2 separate regions of the Sus scrofa genome follow, and region 1 is linked to region 2. The links are chromatin contacts, called in public HiChIP or PLAC-seq maps. All regions are on one chromosome and are shown on one strand. Each heading gives the region's core, a stretch centred on a gene start, on an enhancer-like site or on the middle of the called end of the contact. The rest is flanking DNA. Distances are from core to core; before and after follow the strand shown.

The links. HiChIP or PLAC-seq counts read pairs in DNA pulled down with a chosen protein or histone mark.
Region 1: an H3K27ac HiChIP or PLAC-seq map of alveolar macrophages shows a contact between it and region 2. The contact joins two enhancer-like sites. A contact is called at or near these places in 1 of 47 Hi-C or Micro-C datasets (retroperitoneal adipose tissue) and 1 of 2 datasets of contacts at active chromatin or transcription factors (alveolar macrophages).

What each region holds. Positions count from the first base shown.
Region 1 is chr3:69,146,205-69,150,316 of Sscrofa11.1, reverse strand. No RefSeq gene overlaps it. Among named protein-coding and RNA genes, the nearest start is that of ACTG2, 27 kb to the right of the region's middle. Within about 2 kb of position 1,661, at least 14 of the 83 cell types and tissues checked have an H3K27ac peak or open chromatin away from gene starts, as enhancers often do. A contact at or near this core is called in alveolar macrophages, where this site is marked.
Region 2 is chr3:68,939,646-68,943,989 of Sscrofa11.1, reverse strand. TET3 (methylcytosine dioxygenase TET3) reads left to right here. Exons shown (of 12, transcript XM_021087365.1): 5 at 1,165-1,217; 6 at 1,220-1,257. Among named protein-coding and RNA genes, the nearest start is that of BOLA3, 58 kb to the right of the region's middle. Within about 2 kb of position 1,504, at least 2 of the 83 cell types and tissues checked have an H3K27ac peak or open chromatin away from gene starts, as enhancers often do. A contact at or near this core is called in alveolar macrophages, where this site is marked.

The DNA of each region.
Region 1 (4,112 bases), core at 412-2,911, 210 kb before region 2:
TTAAAGGTGTATTTTTGTATTCCTTTTCTGATATTTCATTGCTGGTATATAGAAATGCAACTGACTTCTGAATGTTAATCTTATATCCTGCTACTTTGCTGAATTTATTAATCAGTTCAAGTAGTTTTTGGGTTGAGTCCTTAGGGTTTTCTATGTATAGTATCATGTCATCTGCATACAGTGACAGTTTTATCTCTTCTCTTCCTATATGGATGCCTTTTATTTCTTTTGTTTGTCGAATTGCTGTGGCTAGGACTTCCAAAACTATGTTGAATAGCAGTGGTGAGAGTGGGCATCCCTGTCTTGTTCCAGATTTGAGTGAGAAGTCATACTCTTTTGATTTGCATTTCTCTAATAATGATTGATGTTGAACATCTTTTCCTGTGTTTTTTGGTCATCCATATGTCTTCTTTGGAGAATTGTTTCGATCTTCTGCCCATTTTTTGATGGGGTTGTTTGTTTTTTTGTTATTGAGCTGTAGGAGGTATTTATAAAATTTGGAGATTAATCCCTTGTCAGATGATTTATTTGCAAATATTTTCTCCCATTCTGTGGGTTGTCTTTCAGTTTTGTTTAGGGTTTCCTTTGCTGTGCAGAAACTTTTAAGTTTAATTAGGTCCCATTTGTTTATTTTTGTTTTTACTGTCATTACTCTAAGAGGTGGATCTGAGAAGATGTTGCTATGGTTTATGTCAGAGTGTTTGGCCCATGTTTTCCTCTAAGTTTTATAGTGTCTGGTCTTATATCTAGGTCTTTAATCCATTTTGAGTTTATTTTTGTGTATGGTGCTAGGGAGTGTTCTAATTTCATTCTTTTACATGTGATTGTCCAGTTTTCCCAGCACCACTTATTGCACTGGCTGTCTTTTCTCCATTGTATATTCTTGCCTCCTTTGTCGTAGATTAGTTGGCTGTGGGTGCATGGGTTTAATACTGGGCTTTCTATCCTGTTCCACTGAACTATATTTCTGTCTTTGTGCCAGTATCATACGGTTTTGATGACTGTTGTTTAGAAATCTTTACTCCTTAATCCAGAGTTGAATGTTTTGGTTAACCTTTGCTTGCATGGCGTTAAAAGCTGGGCCTCAGCTTACAGGATATGCTTGGTATTACTCATTGTGCCTCTCGGATCTGGAATCCAGCCTTGTAACATGAATAACCATGGGATCTTGTATTGAGTCATGTGTTAGAAAGCCTGTTGGATCTGTGCCCTAACCTCCACCTTGTCGGAAACCAGCTCAACGCCTTGATTCAGACATTGTACCCTGGGCCTGTGCCACCACCCCAGTGTCCCCTTGTGCCTAAGGTCTGAATACAAGCAAGGACTCTCAGCAGAGGGAGCCAGCAGTCGAGCTCTTCTTCCAGCTGCCAAGGCAGATGGTTGTGCTGCCCAACAGGGTGGACAGAGGAAGATGTGCCTGCAATAAAGGCTGAAAGGGGAAGGTCAGAGAGGTAGGAGGAAACCAAGAGACAGTGAGGACAAGATGAGTCACTGCTATCTTGTCACTGAAACCAAGGAAAGCAACAGTTTAGAAAAGGGGAGTTTAGTGGTACCAAATGACTCAGGAGAGGTTTTCTAGGCTGAGGACCAAGGTGAATCTGGCACCTGGCAGTTAGCAAAGGTTTTCCCTGACAACCCCACCTAAAACACCTCCCTTATCACTCTACCACACCCCCTTCTTAACTGTCTGCACATAGCACTATCTTGGCTAAATTGTCCTGTTGACTTCTAGTGTGTGTATATAAAGTATATTCTGTGAAAACTGCAACTTTTTGGCTAGTTCACCCTTGTATTTTCAGCTCCCAAAATAAGCGCCTGACACTCAATAAGGTAGGAATAAATGCACAGAATTATCCAAATAAGTGGTAAAGCTTTGGGGTTGTTTTTTTTTTTTAAGGAACAGAATAGTAAATATACACACAGTTTGATTTTAAAGGCTGTACAGTTTAAAAATTAATCACAGAAGATTACCTCTTAGTAGGTACAAGAAGGAGAGGATGTGAGAAAATTAAAACTATGTATGTGGCCATTTACATAGAGATGAATAATAATGCAGTATCACAAATAAAAATTTCTGGACTTTCCAGAATGGCTATCATGTAAAAGTCTACAAATAACAAATGCTAGAGAAGGTATGGAGAAAAGGCAGCCCTCCTACACTATTGGTGGGCGTGTAAGTTCATGTGACCCCTATGGAAAACAGTATGGAGGTTCCTCAGAAAACTAAAAATTGAATTACTATATAATCCAGCAATCCCACTCTTGGGAGTATATCTGGAGAAAATTATAATTCAAGAAGATACATGCACCCCAGTGTTCATAGCAGCACTATTTACAATAGCCAAGACATGGAAACAACCTTAGTGGTGTCCACTAACACATGGGGTCCAAATTTTCCAGGATTGATCCCATAAGTTTTGGGGGAAATCTCCAAGTAGCTGTCCTCTAGTATGTGGGGTCTTTGTGACTACCCTTCATGAGTAGGGGCTGCCAAGAGATCTGGAGAACAATGGCCCCCAATGGCTCTTCTAGTCTATCAAGGTGAGATTTTGTAACTGGCTACTAGCTCTCTAGAAGGAACTGGTATTTCTCCTGCTTTTGAGATGTAAGTGATCTTCCTGGGATTTCTGGAACTTTAATCTCTAAGAGTAAAGGAGGAAAAAGATTTTAGGTGAACTATAGAAATACTTATTTTGGGAATGTCTATCTATAATAGCCTCTTCAGCTTTTGGTTAGTTTGAAACTAAACCAAGTTACATGAAGAGAATTTATTGACTGGAGTGACCGTTGTGGCTCAGTAGTTAATCAACCCAATTAGCATCCATGAGGAAGCAGATTCAATCCCTGACATCACTCAGTGGATTAAGGATCTGACATCACCATGAGCTGTGGCGTAGGTCGTAGACACAGCTCAGATCCCGTGTGGCTGTGGCTATGACATAGGCCAGCAGCTACAGCTCCAATTTGACCCCTAGCCTGGGAACATCCATAATCTGCTAGTGTGGCCCTAAAAAGACCAAAAAAAAAAAAAATAGAGAATTTATTGACTGTCTGGGTCATTTCAAATAGAATAAATTTTGGAACATTAATTGCTGAGTGGGTATAAGTACACCTATCTTTGCCTCCTTAGCAGAGGAAGACTAAAGTAGAAGTCTCCCAATTAGAAAATGCACAATTGCTTGCTTCTTGGTTTTTTTGCCTGAGATTAAGGTTGTCAAGGATTCAGATTATAATCAGTCATAATTCTAGTTATTGTAACCAAGTTTCTTTATCGATTACATTGTGATACGGTGTTGAACTGTGCCCTTTAACGTCTTTTGTCTTGCTAGAAACAGTTATTGTTTTTCTCTGATGCTTTTGCAAAAGTACTTCATCTTTAAGAGGATTCATAGGAAGGATCTTTGGACAAATAACAGGTCACTGATAAATTTCAGATAATACTGCTGAAGTGGGTAAGAAATTAAAGAATCCTAATGGAAGGCCTAATCCTGTCACAGGAAGAGAGACCCCCTTCCAGGGCCTGAGAGTGGGCTATTGTCTAACACTTGGAAATGAGTTATCTGAGGAGACACACATGCTGACAAAGCAAAAGACTTTATTGAGAAGGGGTACCTGGGCAGAGAGCAGCATGGCGAGGGAACCTAGGAGAACTCTGCCACATGGCTCACAGCCTCAAGTTTTATGGAAATAGGGTTAGTTTCTGTCTTAGCTCTGGCCAATCATCTTGCCTGGTGTGACTCAGGGTCCTTCCTGGTGGCCCGAGCTTCTCTCAGCCAAGATGGATTCCAGCGCCAAGGATCCTGGGAAGTTGGTTGTCTCCTCCCTCCTACTGGACCCTCCTGAATTCTAGTTAGTTTAGGGGGAAGCGCTGTGTTTCCTCTGGAGCCTTTCGTTGTGACTCATGCAAGCAGTTATTATCTTGCCTGGCCAAAGCAGGCAGTTTTGGTCAATAGTTCCCTAACAACTTATAAAAAGTTAACAAAAGGATTAGTTACTGAGTGAAGTGGTGAATGTGGTTATAATGTTTACGGTTTATTTTGTCTGGAACATTACTGGTTTCGATCTGTGTTTTCCAGATATAGAGAAGCCCTTCCCCTCAAGGTGCTTATGAC
Region 2 (4,344 bases), core at 255-2,754:
TCAGAACAGGAAACTCTTATTAGTAGAGCCCCTCACAGTAAGGGGAAGCTCTGTCTCTATCCCCAAGTCAGCGAGCTTCATGTGCAGCGATGAATAGTTAGAAACATTTCCAGTGAAGTGGGAAATAAGCAAAGCTAACACTTTGGAAGTGCTGGCCTCTCCAGACAGGCTGAGATAGAGGCATAGGAGAGGAAGAAGTGGCAAATAACCATTATTCGCAGATGGTATGATATTGTACTTGAAACCAAAAAACTTAAAAAATAAGGCAGTTCAGCAAGATGGCTGTTGACATTATTAAGAATAGTTAATGTTTATTGGGTTCCTCCCTGAAGCCAGGAACGTCAGAGTACTTTGATACACTCCCTGTGGATTATCTTGCTTGATCTTTTCCCAACCATTTTTATCCCCATTTTATAGATGAGGAAACTGAGGCTGAGAGTTTAGTCATTTGGCCACAGTCCTGTAACAAGAAAGCGGCTGGGCTGTCTTTCAGACTGGCTCTCTGACTTGCAGGGCTGCACTTGAACTGCCCCAGGGAGCTGTGTGGCCTCGGGCAGCTCAGTTCCGTTCTGGGGGCCTCAGCTTCCTCACCTCAGAACATGGTGCAGTTACCTCGATGCTTTCAGAATCCTGGAGTGTGTATGTGCACGGGTGTGAGGGCCAGGGATGGGGCACGCGCAGGAACCAGGCGTGTTTACTGTCCAAGGAAATCGTGAGGCAGTTTGTACATAGGTTCACCTCCCTCGACCTCAGCTGTCTGACCTCATCTGTGCAAGTGTCAGTTGGGAATTGTTGAAAGAGAATAATAAGGGTTTCTCCGTTTCTTTTCTTTTGTCTGTGGCATTTTATTGAATTTATAACTAACCCTCGGGGTGACTTAGCTAACAGGGCTGGATGCACATGCCTGTGTTGAGCCTCTGGTATGAGTGCCCTTCCTGGAGGCTCCTAAGTCATAGTCAGAGACCTTCTGCCTGGGTCTCTGACCGGAGGCCCTGGGAGGCCGTAAGTGGAGCTGTGACCCCAGAGGCTCTAACACAGAGGAAGCATGTAAACCTGTCTCTCCCATCTCTGTTGCCCCGCAGTCTCGAGAGGCTTGCCTTCGTACCGGGAGTTCTCTCCTTTGGGCTTCTACTTGCTAATGGTGGCTTCTGTCTCCCTCTCCAGGTACGGAGAGAAGGGGAAGGCCATCCGGATCGAGAAGGTCATCTACACGGGGAAGGAGGGAAGAGCTCACGTGGCTGCCCCATCGCCAAGTGGGTACGTGTCAAGGCTCTGCAGCCCAGGGTGGGCTGAGGAGTGGGGAGTAGACGCACACTCTGTCCAGGGAGCCGGGAGCCGGCATCTGGCTGGTGGGGGTCACCTATGGCTAGCTGCACCTCTGGGTCCCCGTTGTGTTTAAATGCCAGCCCCTTGATGTCGAGGCGCCCTCTGGTCATTAGGCGCAGCCCCCATTGTTCAGGGCTGCAGGGGAAGGAAAAGGGGAAGCCAGAGATGTCCTCTTGCTCAAGGCTGGGCCCCGCCTCGGGCCCTGTGACTCCTCTGCCCCTCTGCGTGCCCTGGAGCTGGGCGGCATTCCTATCTCCTGTCCACAAGAACTAGGCCTCCGGGCAGGATCAGGGGCAGTAGTGCATCCGCCTTACTTCTGAGCCGCCGTTTGCTGTAAGGCAGCCTTCGTGTCTTAGCAGGGGCACTGTTGGTGACTCAGACCCCACTTTCACCCAGAGTATTCTGACCTTGCCTTTCTAGTTCTCATAGAGCACTTTAGAACCTCTGCAGAACCAGCGCCCAGAGCAGCAAAGCTATCAGGTAGCTATTTGCTCAGCACTGTGCTAGGTGTGTGGGAGGGAGAATATGCATGGAAAATAGGCGGCTTGGTCCCTGCATGCAAGCTGCTTATGATGCAGTGACACAGGACATAAGATCGTGGAGACTGAGTAGAGGTTTAACATTGACAGAGGCCGACTAGGTGCAGTAGCGTTCAGGGACAAGGGGCGTACATGGCAAGAGGAACGTTCAGGCTGGGTTTCCCAGAGAAGGTGGACCTTAAATGAGCAGTGAGAAGGTAGAGGCATTCCCCGTGAGGAGAGTCACGTGGGCAGAGGCAGAAAGGCTGGGCTTACATACACTTTGTGTGAGAGATGGTGGTGAGATGACCTCTGACAGCCTCTGTCCATCTGTGCAATGCCCATTTTTATCTGTCAGTACCTCCATGCCTTTGCACCTTTGTGATTAATGAAAATAAAAAATGCCTGGGAATTCCCATTGTGGCTCAGTGGGTTAAGAATCCATCTAGTATCCATGAGGATGTGGGTTTAATTCCTGGCCTCACTCAGTGGGTTAAGGATCTGATGTTGCCGTGAGCTGTGGTGTAAGTCGCAAATGAGGCTTGGATCCCTTGTTGCTGTGACTGTAGCATAGGCCAGCAGCTGCAGCTCTGATTCAACCCCTCACCAAGGAACTTACATGCTGCAGGTGCCCCAAAAAAAAAAAAAAAAAGGCCTGACCCTGAACTACCACATATCTATTTGTAGCAGTTTTCAGACAGTAGCTCAGAATGATATACAAAATCTGTAGTACCTAAGAGTATTCATAAGTATGAGGAAGCATGTTGTCCCCACCCCTGTGAAAGATGGTCATTACAATGGGAGGTTGACTATGTCTGTGGCTGATCAGGGTGGGTGCTGTCCTCTCAGAGCACCCATCAGAGAAATGACACCTGTCCCTTTTTCCTGGTAATTCATACAGATGTTGAGGAATTCTAAAGTCTTGGGCAAGAAATGGAAGTTCCTTGGGGCGCAGATAGAGCTAGGGACTTTTCAGCCTCAGAAACAGTTGGCACCTTAAAGAAAGAAAACAGCTGGCTGTGTGGAAGGCATGGAGGATGAGACTATGCATTCCCAGCCCCTGGATACCCATGGTGAAGCGTCGACTCCTGACTGGTGCTTGTGTGTGTGTCTCTGTCGGGGGCGGAAGAGGAAGGGGCCCAGGTAAAGCATGAGATTAGTTCTTGGGGCTGTGAGAGGAAAGCAGAATGATGGACAGGGAGGGACCTGGTCCTCAGAACTTTGGTTCCCTGGGGTCTGTAGAAAAGTGTCCAGAGCAGAGCAGATGGAGCACAGAGAATTGAGGCTTTGTCCAAAGGTTGGAACAGCTTGGGGGTATCACCGAGCCTGGTGGGGGATGCCAGCTTTGAAAGAAAAGCTTGGATAGAGGGGAATACTAGTGACAGAAAGGTGAGAAAGTTCCTCTATCTGCCGGGTTAAAGATATAAGGAGAGATTGAAGTTGCTATCGTGGCTCAGTGGTAAATGGACCCAACTAATAACCACGAGGTTGCAGGTTCGATCCCTGGCCTCGCTCAGTGGGTTAAGGATCCAGCATTGCTGTGAGCTGTGGTGTAGGTCACAGACTTGGCTCAGATCTGGCGTTGCTGGGGCTGTGGTGTAGGCCGGCAGCTGTAACTCCGATTCTACCCCTAGCCTGGGAACCTCCATACGCTGTGGGGAGGGCCCTAAAAAGACAAAAGACAAAAAAAAAAAAAAAAGATATAAGGAGAGAGGAAAGAAATGCTTCTGTGAGGAGAGCAAATGGGGGTAGATCCCAGAACTATTACAACATTCTGAGTTATGGTTCTATTCCTCTTCTAGCCATCTCCATGTGAGGTGACTTCTTTCTTTTTCTTTTTGGCCTACACAGCCACTGGATATCCTCTGTATCTTGGTTGTAGGGCTCATCTAAGGAGTTCCACCTCCTTGGAAGTTGAGACGAGGCAGGTGTTCCCTTTCTCTGCCACCTGGGGAAGTGACCCACAAATGCGAAGAAAGATAGATTAGTGTTGGTGGCAGCATGACATCAAGAGTGCAGGCAGTAATCCATGGCCACAGGCGAGTGGCAGCGTCCAGCTGCCGGTGGTGGACAGTGCCTTCTGTGCTTCTTCCTGCCTCCCTGATCCCATGTCTAGAGCCTGGGTTTCCTTTCCAGCCAGGGTTTCTGTCCGAGTGTGCAGCCTGCACCCCTGACCAGTACCTTAGGCTACAAGCAACATGCCTGACAAGCTCAAGAGTTGCCTGGCTGGGATCTTGGGGGACAAAGCTGAGGTGCATCATGGATGCCCAGCAACCGCATATTGAGAGAATATCTAAGAAAGCATTTGGGGCTACCAGAGAGCCTGCTGGTCGTCTGTGATTTTAAAGTGACCTGTGCAAAGCATGCAAGTCACTGAGCACAGGAGTAAGGGAGAAGGGAGTAAGGGCGTGACGAAGGCTTGTGCCAGAAGCAAACAGCACAGAGAGCAAAAATGGGCTTTTGGTGAAAGAACCATGGCCATACTGCTTGGGCCAGTCTG